Linked DNA regions of Gossypium arboreum: region 1 is linked to region 2. Evidence: chromatin contacts called from public Hi-C data. All regions are on one chromosome and are shown on one strand. The core of a region is the stretch at or near the end of the contact, and the rest is flanking DNA. Distances in the headings are between cores, read along the strand shown.

The links. Hi-C and Micro-C count contacts between places; a contact is called where the count stands out from the background.
Region 1: a Hi-C map of leaf shows a contact between it and region 2, with 4 times the contacts expected there. The contact joins the promoter of LOC108464790 here to the promoter of LOC108464792 in region 2. A contact is called at or near these places in 2 of 5 Hi-C or Micro-C datasets (both in leaf).

Annotation. Positions count from the first base shown.
Region 1 is chr13:79,598,485-79,605,899 of ASM2569848v2, forward strand. LOC108464790 reads left to right here and starts at 1,490. Exons shown (of 5, transcript XM_053024319.1): 1 at 1,490-1,834; 2 at 1,925-2,016; 3 at 2,108-4,131; 4 at 4,133-5,502; 5 at 6,123-7,217. The coding sequence starts at 2,151. The coding sequence ends at 6,791.
Region 2 is chr13:79,329,925-79,337,255 of ASM2569848v2, forward strand. LOC108464792 (E3 ubiquitin-protein ligase PRT6-like) reads right to left here and starts at 4,812. Exons shown (of 18, transcript XM_017765064.2): 1 at 4,564-4,812; 2 at 4,212-4,419; 3 at 2,927-4,039; 4 at 1,476-2,692; 5 at 1,230-1,370; 6 at 482-725; 7 at 1-389. The coding sequence starts at 4,265.

The sequences.
Region 1 (7,415 bases), core at 240-2,739, 270 kb after region 2:
AAATGTTTAATCACATTCATATATCTATACTATTTATAAAGCTCTTTATAGAGTTGGTGTCACCCATTAATTGAGTCTTAAATTAGTCGAAAAAATTATTTTAATGTTCATTCGCATTTAAAGTAAATTATATTATTTGAGGGTATTTTAGTATTTTTATTTAAAAACAATAAAAATATGCATATGATGGGATTTAAACATATGTTAATTAAGTTAGCAAATCATTAAATTTACCAGTCAACTGAAGTTTTATTTTAATACTTTTTATTCATTTTAATTTTGTTATAAGTATTTTATTACCTCCATCAATTGTATATTTATATTTAGGGGTGAGCAAAACTCTATTCACTAAAAAATCAATAAAAATATGCATATGATGAGATTTGAACATATGTCAATTAAGTTAGCAAAATTTTAAATTAACCACTTAACCAAAGTTTGATTTTAATATTTTTACACATTTTATTTTTATTATGCACTTTAGGTTAAATTCGATATTAGATCCTATACTTTGCTCAAGTTGTGGATTTAATACTTATACTTTAATTTGGTTATTTTCGGTCTTTATACTTTTAGATTTGAAAATTTTAGTCCTAACTAAATGATAATTATTAAATCCATAAAGTTATGTTATTTTAAAATTTGATGTGTCAAATATATTATCACATGTGAAATGCTATATATTTTTTGTTTTTGTTTTTACATATTACTAACAAAAAATCAATTAATAGATTTAGCGATTGTTGTTTGCATTAATACTAAAATTTTGAAATTCAAAACATATAGCCATTAAGAATGATCTAATTAGTGAACATGGACTAAATTTATAACTTTACGCATAATACTATACTAATGGCATAATTTAACAAAATAGATTTAACTATTACCATTACGTCAGACTAAATTTTAAAATTCGAAAAAAGTATAAGGACTAAAATTAATTAAATTAAAGTACATGTACTAAATCCACAATTTACACAAAGTACAAGTTCTAATAACAAAATTTGACCTACACTTTATTACATCCATCAATTGTATCTATATTATTAATAAAATCTCTAATTGAGTTGGTCTCACGAGTCAACTCGACACCAACTTGATTAGAGAAATTACAGAAATGACCTTCTATATTTAAACCAAATTATATTATTGGAGTGTATTTTAATCTTTTTAATTAAAAAAGAATAAAAATTATGCATATAACGGGACTTGTATCCATACTTAAATTTACCAAGCAATCAAGATTTTATTTCAATTTATTTATATATTTTAATCGAATACATTTAGTAATCTTAATATAATATATTTATGTGTTTAAATTTTATTTTATTTATAATTTAATTTAATTTTTATCTTAATATTGTACATATTTTATATATTATTTTAAATACAAATTTATATTTTAAATAGAATAGAATTTCAGGTGCATCATAACTTCTTTACTAGCACCTATAATAATTATTAAATAAATTTTAGATAACATGTCTTACGTTACCCACATATACACGTAGTAATAATGATATTAGGAAGTAGAAAGCGTCTTTCCTTTCCGTTTTCGATCACTCACTTTCTTGATCTTCTTTTTGTGCCACCCCACATTTCCTTTCTATTCTCTGCAAAACTACTTAATAAACAAATGTGAGAGAGAGAGAGAGAGTGACACCATCACTACTTCATAGCTGTTTTAATAAGTAAGCAAAAAAATAAATAAAGAGAAAAAAAAAACAAAGCTGAAATTTAATTAATGATTTCTTTGTATTTAAGATTTTTCAGAGTTGCCTTCAGTTTCAATTTCCCAAGTATTAAAATCCTCGGGGTTTCTGGGTTTTTCCAGGTATTGTTGAGTTTTTATCTCTTGCTTGAAGCTTTCAATTTTACGTGATTCAGCTCTGTTTAAAATTTTATTTTGATTTTTTTTTGTCAGTTTCATCACTGGAGAACTCTTAATTGTGCTCTTTAGCTATTGGGTTGATCTTAGTTTGATTGCTCTGTCTTTCATTTAATTCTATCTCTAAGGTGAGTTCATTCATAAATTTTATAATATATTTGTTTCTTTTGGATCCAATTGTTTTTTTTTTTTTTGAACTGGTTCTTTTTTTCTTAACAGTTTGGAAGTCAAGGAGATAAAAAGTTTATCATTATAGTGAGAGATGGGAACTCAAAGATTGGAATTTGGAGTTAGAGTTAGGAAATTAATGGTGATATCAGTTAAAATATGTTATAGATCAGTTTGGAATCATCCATTTTTTTTGGGGTTGGTTTGCTTTTTGATGCTTTTGTATACCTCATTTCCTTTGTTATTTTCTGCTTTGGTTACTGCATCTCCTGTTTTGGTCTGCACTGCTGTTTTACTTGGTACACTATTGAGTTTTGGGTCACCATACATACCTGAAATCAATGAAAAGGAAGAAGAAGAGAAAGCTAGCCATCATATTCCAGAATTGAAAACCAGGGCTACTGAGCACAATACTGTTGTGGAGAGATATGTAGGTGGTGATGATTTTGTTGAAGAAAGACATGTAGGGGAGAGGTGGGGTATAGTCAAGAATGCTGAGGAGAAAGTTAATTTGGTCGATAATGAGGTTGGTGAAGTCGAGGAAGATGATGGTTCAGTTCGTTATAAGCTGTTGGTGGATGACGATTTGGATTCTAGGGATATTCATTGTGAGAATGGGGTGATTGATGAGGTAGAGGGATCATTGAATGATTCGTTGGTGGAGAAGAAGAGGGAAATCCAGGAGGAGATTCTAGGAAGTGAAGGCCAGTTGAGTATGGTGCAGGCATCGGATGATCATCATGTTTTGACGGATACAGTAGGAGATAGGAATCTTGAAGTGGAGGATTGCAAACTCAGAGAAGATCTCAGTGATGAACAAAGGGATGATGAATTCGATTCTCTGGTGTTCTCTTGGAAATATGCTGTGGACAATGAGGATGATGGTGATGATGAATCGTTGGATTTTGGTTCTGATGGTGCTGAGAGTTCCTCTCCTGATGCTTCAATGGCTGATATAATTCCGATGCTTGATGAATTGGATCCGCTTTTGGGCTCTGGAGCTCCACAACCAGCTCAGTTTTCTGATAATGGTTCAGATGCCATCTCAAAGAGGTCTCATGATAGTAATAATGATGAAATTGTTGAGTCCGATGAGTTAGAAAACCAAAGGGAGGAAGATGATGATGACGACGATGAGAAGGATGCGGGCGATGGAGCTAAGGAAGATAAAGAGGATGAAAGTAAATCCGCAATCAAATGGACAGAGGATGATCAAAAGAATCTCATGGATTTGGGGACTTCAGAGCTCGAAAGAAACCAACGATTGGATAATCTTATTGCAAGGAGAAGAGCCCGTAAAAACATGAGATTGATGATTGAGAAGAATCTGATGGACGTGAATAGTGCTAATATTCCCTTAAACATTACACCAATTTCTACAACAAGACATAATCCATTTGAATTTCCATATGATTCCTATGCTGACCTAGGGTTACCGCCCATTCCGGCGTCAGCTCCGACTATTTTGCAGCCAAGAAGAAACCCTTTTGATCTTCCTTACGACTCGAGCGAGGAAAAACCTGATCTTAAAGGAGATAGTTTCCAGGAGGAGTTTGCTGGTTTTAATCAAAGGGAAACAGTTCCCCAAAGAGAAGCCTTCTTACGAAGACATGAAAGCTTCAATGTGGGACCAGCATCTTTAGGTTTTCCTCAGCAAGAGCTTAAGTGGAAACCATATTTTGTCCCAGAGCACTTAGTAACTGAAGGATCTAGCTCTTCTTCATTCCATAGGCAGTCAAGTGAAGTTAGTGAGTCGAAGTTGAGTTCTGTTCCTGATACTGAATCAGTGAGTTCAGTTGTGGATGAGGAGGACAAGTCATATGAGCAAGACATTTCTCAAGAAACTGAACTGGTCACAAATGAAGATCATGTTTCTTTCCATGATGAACAAGAGAGCATATCGTCTGGGGATGTTGAGCTTGCAGGTGTTGATCAAGTTGAGAATAGAGGTGTTCACCTTGCTGTGGTTGGGATCACACTCGGAGATGGAGAAAGTCAGATGGAAACAGAATCAGATTTTCCTGAAGCTGGAGCAACTGCTCATGTGCAATTCAATATGACTGACAGAATCAAATTTTTCTGAAGCTGGAGCAACTACTCATGTAGAACTCAATCCAAGTGACATTTATCCCAGAACAGGGCCAGTTGACGAGGATTTTAGCAGTAGGTTCATTTTGTCATCGCTATCAGAAATAGATGAAAAGATATCTGATTTAACTGGAGTAGGAGCTGCAGGTTTTGAACCGAGAGGTCATGAAATTAAAGAATCTTCCATATCCATACAACCATCATTTGAAGAATCAGAATTCCATTTTACAACTAGGGTGGTGGATGATAATCAGCATAGTGAACCTGTTTATGATTCAAGTCCATCAGTTGAGAAGATCCTCTCATTTTCATCTGTATCTTCTGAGGCACAAACTGAGACATCTGAAATGGGTGCACCCTCAATGTTTGTTGAGTCAATTGATAAGGAACCTGAAGGGCATGGTGAAACAAGAGAACAGGGTACTTCTAGTTTTCAAGAGATGCATGCAGCATCCTTGGATTTGTTTGAAAACGAACCAAGGGTAAGGGATCTACCAGAGATCAGTGTGCATGATGGTATATATGCTGGTTCATCAGGGTTTTCTTCCACTTTTTCCGATCATAATGTATCACCGGTGCCTAAATCTGTGGTTGAATATGTTTCAACAGATGCAGGCTCGTCATCTTCTGACGAAGGATTGGAGGACAGTTTCTCAAAAAAGGAAGACAGCTTTATCCAGAATCAAGAGGACTTATTGAGCCTTGGTGCAGAGATGAGTCTTGCTGCTGAGCAAGGAATGGGTAAGATTTTGGATTGTTTACCAGAAGAACAACAGCATCTGATGAACCCCGTTGAATTTTCAGAGGCTGCACCAGGAGATTGGCATGCAGTTGTAAAGGAAGACACTCTGCTTGAGCTATATGAAATACATTCGTCAAGTTCATCAGAGCATAACTTAGTAGGGGGTGGTGCTAGGCCCAAGGAAGAAATCATCCAGACTGAATGCTGTCAAATGCATTTGTCAAACTTGGATGCAAGTCTTGATGTTGAAGCCCACCATGATAAGGGTGAGGAATTGTCTTCCACAGCTTTGACTCACCAGGCTATGCCTTACAATGATGAAAGTTCATCCACAGAGGATGAATATTATCACATAACAGTGGCTCAAGTTAACCCTTCAAAGGCTAACCTCAGGGAGGTGCTTAAAACTGACTCTGAAATGGGTCAAGTTCAACCAATATATTCGGATTCAAAGATTGATTGTGGTGTTGACCATGATATGAATTTGGAGGGAATTCCTTTTAACTCTAGTTATCAAGCTCTGCCTTCTAGAGAAAACCCACCAGCATTGGAGAAACAGCTGATGCTGTCTAAATCTACGGATGAACCATCCATTGATGAACATGATAAGCTGGAGGTAAGTTTTCAAAGGAATTTCTTATATTTGTTTAAATTACCTCATGTGGCTGAATTGACATACTTCTTTGAAGAGTAATCTTATCCATATTTTGCATGTTTTGCCTTCAATAATTTCTTTAATTTGTTAAATATCAGATGTTATCTTTCTTTTTCTTTCTTTTGCCTTATTTTTATAAAAGAACCTTTAATGCCAGCAATGATACTATTTTTGAGTCAAGTAATCATGTTGAAGTAGCTAATTGAACTTGGATTATATTATATGATAATCAAATTAATATAGTTATGGATAATTAAGATTTCATAGGGCTGAGTGATTGATTTACTGAGTATGAAGTGTTCTTATTGCATGTACACTTAAATACCAAGGCATTAATGCATTATTTGTCCGAATTTCATTGGATATCTGAATTTTCCCCGGAGGTCGAAATGTTTGTTTCAGTTGCTTTCATATGCACCTGTTTCAGTTGCTTTCATATGCACCCTTTTTCCTCTAGTGTGCTTGCTAGATTTAGTACTATGTTTCCTGCATTTTGCGTGATCTATCTCACATTTTATGGTATTTGCATGCCCTAATTATAATTAAAACAGTGACATGAAACTATGGCCACTCTGATTCAGGAACCATCTATTATTGCAATGGAGTCTACACTGGAATTAGACTTTGGCAACAATGATGTTGATTTACTTAAAATTCCTGGGTCTGAGGACAAACTTTCAGCAAACTACACTTGCATGACTTCGGAATCTACTTTTCCTGCTGAGAGTCCTGAACATTCATTGCCAATGGATCGAGATTTGAAAGAGCAGATCCTAAATGAAATGGAAAGTGAGGGCAGCCCTCAAGATCTATCAGAACACTTTAATCATGCAGCAGAAATATATGAAGAGGATAAAGAGATTAAAGAGATTAATGAAAGAATTCTCTCTGAATTGGATACCATTGGGGACTTCAATCTCAGGAAAACTGATTTACCAGAGGGATCTCATATTGCCAATACGGAATCTGCAGTCTTACCGGAGGATACGAAGACCAAGGCCAATGTTGATCAGCCTGTTCTTGAAGCAAGATCAGTAGAAGATATTGATTTGGCTTTCAAGCAACTTTATGAAGGGATCGATGTTGATGAAGTAATTCATCCAAGTATGATTGAGGACCCACAGGATCAAGCAGATACCAATCCAAAATTACCTGTTGTTGAGGTAAGATCTCTAGAGGATACCTGTAAAGCTTTCCAACAAAGCCCGGAATCTAATTCAGCAGAGCTGCCATATTCTTCAGACATTTGAAATGGATCATCTGAAATACAGCAGAATGCTCTGGTATTCAAGAAAACAGTGAGAATGCTGCTAATGAAGAAGCATCTGAAAAATCGAGTCTGAACCTTAAAGGTAAGAAAACAAAATCTAATGACTCAAGTTCTAGCTCCAGGCAAGAAAATATATAGTTCAGAAAGAAAAAGGAGAAGTTTGGTGTTTTCAGTTTCCATAAGTTTTTGGATTGTCTAGTTTGGTTACCATCATGTTTTTTTGATTAATGGCAGTCATGTTTTTTTTTTTTTTATTGATTGATTGATTTCTTCAACAATGAGTTCTGCCTTTCAATGGTATATGATTGATTTTGATGGTTGAATATTTGGTTGTGTAAATTATAGATGGGGGTTGTAGAAGTGCTCAATTCTAATTCTAATCATATTTGTGGAGTTGCTTTTCTAACATGTATTCACGTTATTGCCGGATAGAGATGTGCTCTGATGTTTGATTTCTTCTCCATACATACATGTATATATATATATATATGTTCCGAAAAAGATGAAAATCTGCATTCGACGTCATTAAAATTGTTATTTTTATTTTTATTTGTAAATATAACTTTTTTTTTCTAATTTTTAAATTCTTATTAATTTATATTTT
Region 2 (7,331 bases), core at 3,562-6,061:
AAATCCAGCAGGGAATTTGAATCCCCAATATGACGTTCTACACCACCAGATCCATTCTGCTGCAAATAAATGTCTAATGCTAGTGAAAGTAAGTGCAGTGCTGTCATCAGGATACCATCAGGAGCACATGATTCAGTAAATTTATCAGTTAAAACATAATAAAATAGAACTGCACGAATAATCTTAAGTGTCTCTCTGCATGTAGCAATCCTAGCGACTCCCTCAAGAGGAGGATATATCTTTGTCCACTTAGGCAGCTGAGTAGTCATTGCAGAAACACCACAGAAACGCAAGTATCTTTCTTCTGCAACTTGCAAATCCCTTGAGTTCCAACGAGGGTGGTATAAATCCAGCTCCTTCCAATAGGCCCACCGCAATGAATACATTCCCTGAAATACATCAATATTATGAAATATTAACAGGTCAAAGCCATTTTGACAACTCATAACATCGAAAGGTATGTAAGACCAAAAATTCCAACCTGATTAAAGCCTGATGGATTAGAGTATACAGCAACCCTATCTAAAATTTCTTGAAGCTGGTCAGACTTGGAAAGCTCGCGTGGTAGAGATTTCAGTAGTTGACTGTGAGTAGCATCTCCAATGGCTAACTTATAAATCAGTTCTCTTTTCAAACTGTCAGCTGTATTGCGTCCACAAAATCTCCTTTCTAGTAATATTTGCATGATTAGAGTGAGCATTTCCTGAACAAGAACTGGCTCATACCTGAAAGATGGTACAAGTCACATTATATCAAACATGAATGCAGAATCTTGCAAGTATCCTTAAGGGTGCAAAGGAGTGCAAGTGTCTAGGCCATCTTTGCTACTAGATTTCACTTCAAAAGCAAAAAAAGCAAAACCAAAAGAAAAAAATAATAACAAAAAAGACTTCTGTGATTTGCAAAATAATGACTTCAATAGGGACTCATCATGCTCTCGTTGAAGTTACATAATCAATATATCATTTTACTTTTTGCTACGTACATTTTCTTAACAGCAAATTTTGAGAATGTAAAATGAAGGCACAAAAACCACGTAGAAGCTGTGGCAACCATGTCAAGTATTAAATTTCTTAATAAAACGGTGCATTCATTCCTTAAAGTTATCCATTCAACTGGTAAAGCAATAAATCTTGGAGAAATCAACAAAAGGTATTTTAATGAAACTAAATGAACTTAAAAGCATTTTAATGATGTAAAACTAGAAGTTAAAAGGTGTAAATACATACTCATTTGACCTCTCAAGAGTAAGAGAGAGGTAGTTCAACAGCCCAAAGCGCTCTACAATTCTCTTAACATAGAGATCAGGAGGAGCTAGTGCAGCACAACACTGCATCAAGAATAAATCAAGCTCCAAACCTTGTTCAGTCCTGAAAGTAAAGAACACCAGAAAGAACTTGACAACTAAGAAATGGAAACTTAGGGGACCTTTTCCCACTAGTTACAACTCACAAATAAAGCACAATTTAACCTACCAGCGAACAGAGCGGTACCACTCGCAAGATACTAGGGCAGCATCCCCATTCTTCCGCCACATTCCAGCAATAACTTGAGCACAAAATACCCTAATCCGTAAAGGGTGCTCCATAACAGAGGCAGAGAACCCCAAAGGATTGCAGCCCTTAAGGATGTGGCAAAAGAAATCTACATGTGCTGATAATGAACTTGTCAAACAAGCATTTGTTATTTTTGGCATTATAGATTCACCATAAGACATTCTCAATGCCTTCTGCAAAAGCAAGGAAAATAATCGATATAATGGAACGTGAACAGATATCTCTTGTGAACTAACATCATAAATGATATCTGGCCATTCCCTTAAACTCAAAACATGTAGAGTCGCTACTCCTATGCCACTGTCTGTCTCCATGGCACTGACATCCAAACCCATATAATCGCATGCAACAGGATCAATTTCAGCTGAAGAGCTTGTACTCTCAGAGCCTATATTTTTAGCAATCTCCATTTCATCACTTGCTCGATTTCCACTATATACAGGTGAAGAACATTGTGAGCTCTGATTTTCACTTGAACCAGTTAGCTTCCCAAAATATTTGCCTTTCTTAATGTTGTACAAGGTTTTCTTTATTGCCAAAAAATTGCTATCAGAAATGCCACTACTATTTGAAGAAGATAAACTCTGAAGAGCAGCAGGGGTCCCGCCATCAACTTCCAACCAAGTCTCCAAAGCCCTCAAGCACTCCTGTATTAACCAGATGACAGTGGAGGGAATTGAATGATATATGGAATCAGATCCTATTTCAGTAGCCTTTGAAACACTCCTTCCTGTTACACTACAAACAGAACTCTCTTGGGAGAGCCTTCCTACTTTTGCATGTCTTATGCTATCTCCATCATCCACATCTTGCATATAAACGTAAGGAAGACAGCTTGCCCCTTCATTTGTGGCAACAGAAAATGCACCATCTACCAGAAGGGAGTGAATATTGGCAATAGAATGGCTTAAAACAAAAAGCAAATGCATAGCCTCATTTTCTTCTTCAATATGGAGGCCAGTTTCCCTCTTAATAGGGTTCATCCCTTGCACAAAAGTCAAAAGCTTTAGCCAAGCTCTTAAGAAGTCCTTCTGTTCATGGATTGCATATCTGGAGACTACATCATGGCTCATAACAACCCGGATGTCTTCAATTACACGGTTAGTGGTATCATACAAACTTCCCCACTTAGCAGCCTGCAAAAGAACAAAACAAAAAGACTTACATAGACTGTAAAACTTCTAACGCATTACTAGTAAAATAAATTTTTCAATAACTGCTTTCAGGAGTTATTGTTTTCATTCCTATAACCAAATGGACATACAATGTGAGCAAATCTCAGGCTCTATTCTCTTTTCAATGCCCAAATCATTTGTCCTCAAGTAATTTTGGCCTAGTACACAAAAGGAATCAAGAATAATAGAAATTACCAGCAAACGACCATCTTCTCGAGCGCAAGAAAGAAAAATGTTTTCCAAGCATTTCAGTAGCATGTCCAATAGGTTCATCTCCTTCACAAGACGAGGAGTTAGTGTTGGCACTGTGAATATTTGTACAGAGAAAGTTGAGATCAGTGGGTATTTCTTATTGAAAATGCTGTCACTTCCCTCTTTTATGGCTTCATGTATAACAGTTGGGTAGTAACCTAAAAATGCTTTAGAAAATTCATTTTTGAAGATAGGCTCTGCCAGCAATTTCAGCAGCAGTTCATGGAGCTTCTTCACGACACCATCACCAAAGAACCTCTCTGCTCTAACCAGAATATCCAATAAACCATCTAGAGAAATTACACTCCTAGCTATAAAACTAAGCAAACTGTCACTACACTTGCAAAATTCTATAAGCATCTCAACAACCACATAAGTAAGCTCATTTGCAGCCTTCCTCTGCTTGGCACCACAGTCAGTTGCTCTCATATTCTCCTGAAATATACATTCTGCTGCCAATAGCTTGTTTTTCCAACAAATAAAGAGTGCATCAAGCACTGGACCAACAGAGTTTGCTAAGTTATCATCGAGTGGTCGAATCTGTTCAGAACCTTTATGCTTCGTGCAGAACCCCTCCTGTTTCCATGCCGTTTCATCCCCACAATCACAGCAACCGCCACCGGTATAGATAATCGTATAGTCATGATCCTTGTGATTCCCATTCTGGAAACAGGGAACACAAATAGCACAAGTTGGATCATGCTCACATGTCCGGCACCTATATGCAATGTCATTCGATCCCCAAACTGCACCACAAACACCGCGTTGTTCAACACTCGAGTCCTCTAGGTTTTTCAAAGTGTTTGTCGGTTCACCCTGAAACATCAGCCACTGCAACCAAACCATACTCTCACGAAATTGATTTTTCATACTTAGGCACATCCATTTCTTAGACCTTAAACTAGCATCTTGTATTGACTCAGCCACATCCTCATCTGTAGGTAAGAGTGCGGAAACTATCTGTGGCAACAATAATCCATTACCATTAACAAAATCAATTATCCCCTCATAACGCTTCTCAAGGTACTCCATTGGAATCCCTAAAGCAGCTAACCTCTGATTACAAAATCAATAGTTCTTTTCAGCAATTCAATCCAATATTAACAAATCCACAAGGTATAATTAGAAAAAAAAAACAAAGAATAATAAAATAAAATAAAACTTCAACATTTTCACATTTTCACCTAATTGAATAATCAGAGGGAAAAAAAAAGAACAGTGAACATACCCGTACGACTCGATCACGGGGCCTAATCGGGGAAGAATCGGCAGGCGATTCCATTTTATTACGGAAAATCAAATGCCAGTAACGAAGCAGCCAATCAGCGCAATACAAGCACGGCCGTAATCTGGAGCCTTCTTCACTCCCCAGGTTTACTTCTTCAATGGAATTTCTTTTATCAAATTTGAAATTACCCAAAGGAAATTATCAAGTCCTGAATTGCAGAAAATTCCCAGTCAGTCGTTCACTTTGGGCATAGCATTGATGCGAACAGACCCATCGGTATTCCTCATATTTATACATAAAATATATTAATTCAGTATTTATGTAAATAATAATATCTCACTCTTGGCTTAACTGGTCTTCCTTCAAGGCGGTGGTGCAAGATTGCCTGGAATAATCTGAGAGATAGCGTGTTCTTGCTGTCCTCTGTTTGGATAATAATTATAATAATAATCTCACTTCTAAAAGCTTCATTGTTGCTTAAAAACCTTTATTGATGTCTTCCGTAAGAAAGATTAACCTTTTTTTAATTTTCCTCCTAGTGTTGGATTTTGGACTTGGGGGAGGGTAAAACCGATCCATCCATGTCTTATATGTGGGCTAAGAAACCCGGCCTTTAATGGCCTTTGTGACAATGGATTGCCTGCCTCTCTTCGGCGTTGCTGGGTTTAGAATATTCCACCCATTTAGACTTGGAGTAATTGCAAGAAAAGTCACATAATTGTACACTTGGTTATGTTTTTAGCACCCAACTATTATTCTTTTCAATTTAATCACAATTTTTTTTTTAAAATTAAATATTTTAACCACTCTTCCATTAATTTCGTTAACTCAGTAATTGAAGTCTAACATGGGCTTTAATTATTGGCCTAATAACAAATTCAATCTTTCAATTTATTTTTCAATATATAAATATACATTTCATATGAATCTATATTACTTTAAAGTAATTCTAATTCACAGTTTACAAAACATTTTAAACATTTCTAGTATTTAGCATCTATTTTTTTTTATGAAAAATCGGTCACTTTATTGGAAAACCAAATAGCCAAACATAGGGCAAAAGTTGAAGAAGAAGCCCCAAAGGACAGACGCCCTACAAAAATTAAGGGAGGTCTATGAGGCGACGATCTTCATTAGCAGCAGAACAACTGAATCAAGAGCTTCCTCCACCCAAAACTGATCTTCGCCTCTCTGTAACCTATCACGAGCCATTGCATGCGTGACCCTATTCCCATATCTACCCACAAACTAAAAGTGACAAGTATAGAGTGCTTTTGAAAGCTCCTTGGCTTCCCAAGTTAATGCACTAATCTCCAATAGATCCTCTACCGTATCAACTAATTTCTCAATGGTAGCTTTAAAATCCCCTTCTAAACTATTGAATGGAAACCTATCTCATAAGCAAATCGAAGACCGTGAACAACTACCAGTGCTTCAGCAGCAAACGCCGACCACACAGAACATGTAAGTTGGTTGCATGCTCTTAAAATTTGGCCCAATTCATCCTAAATAATAACTTCTGAACATGATTTCCTTTGTGCAAAGACAAAACTCACATCCGCATTTACCTTAACCATGTTAGAAAGTGAAAGAGACCATTTAACGAGAGCACTCAAGTTCGAACGAAGAGAAATAGTAGTCAAAGCTGCTAGTTCTACACAGTAACCGCGAATGAAGACCACTAATTCCCCCACTCCCTGGTGTGTACCCTCATACACTAACTTATTATTGGTATACCAAAGAGTCTATAATACAATTGCTAGTTCCACACAGTAACTGCGAATGAAGACCACCAATTTTCCCACTCCCTAGTGTGTACCCTCATACACTAACTAATTATGGGTGTACCAAAGGGTCCATAATGTAACAGCACACGCCAGTGTGCTTAGGCCATGTGGCGAATTGAATTCTCAAAATTAAGTGCAGACTTCACACAGCTTGGGTACACGCTTATGCCTAAGGCCGTGTCCTCCACACGACTAAGACACACGGCCGTGTCTCTGCCAGTGTGTTTACTACTGGGCATTCTATTTTGCATTAATTAGGGTGCAGGAGACACACGGCCGGATCACACGCCCATGGGGTAGATCGTGTGTCTCACACGGCCTAGAAACATGTCCATGTGGACAATTTCTAGGCTATTTTCCAAGCCATTTGCCACCCTTGAACACTCACCCACCTACACTACCTTCATGGCATGCAACATGACACCTTGAGTTAGTCAAGCATTCACATACATGGTTAATTTATAACTTGGTAGTGTCAACATATCACATACTTAAACCATTAGGCTTTCATATGGCAGTTCACACCAATTTCATATCTATTCATCATTATACCACATTTATTGTCATACACATTAATCACAAACAATCACAACAAGGACAAACACACTTACATGCATGCATAACTAATTAGGGTTACAACCCAAATAATCAATATGAGCCACCTCTCATGGCCATATACAAAATGAATCATAATACCATAATGAGCCAACACATTTGGCTAATCAATATGACACATAACAAAAAAACTAAGTCCCTATACATGCCATACTCAAAATGTTAAGACTAGCTATACCCAATTATTCAATTGATAGTGTGATCGAAAACTCCGGCGTTCTCCGATCCCCAAACTAGCTTGGCGACACTATAAGAAAAGAAAAAAAAATGGGGTAAGCTTTAAAGCTTAGTAAGTTCACATGCAAATAATAAGCAACATAAATCATACAATTAAAATAAGGTAAAGTTTCATAAATGTCATTAAGTCTCATAAGCATAACTTTCTTATGTGCATTCTGTAAGAGTATGCCCAAAGATCAATCACGAGATGGTTGTAATAACATACTTGATTTATCATGTTTATTGATATAAGGCGTTGCCATTATTATTTCAGTTTCTTTTCTGTGTACATAAATAAATTGTTTTATAATAATGTCCTGAGAATAATATGATTATTCTTAAAAGATCCTTAGTCAAGTATTATTGTTGGCTAGGACAACAATAATGCATTAAGACTAACATGTAGTTGATTGATGATAAAGAGTTGTCATTGATATGGAGTGTCAAAATCAATGCATGAATATGTGTGTTAGAGAACAACATATTGGACCTGACTCGC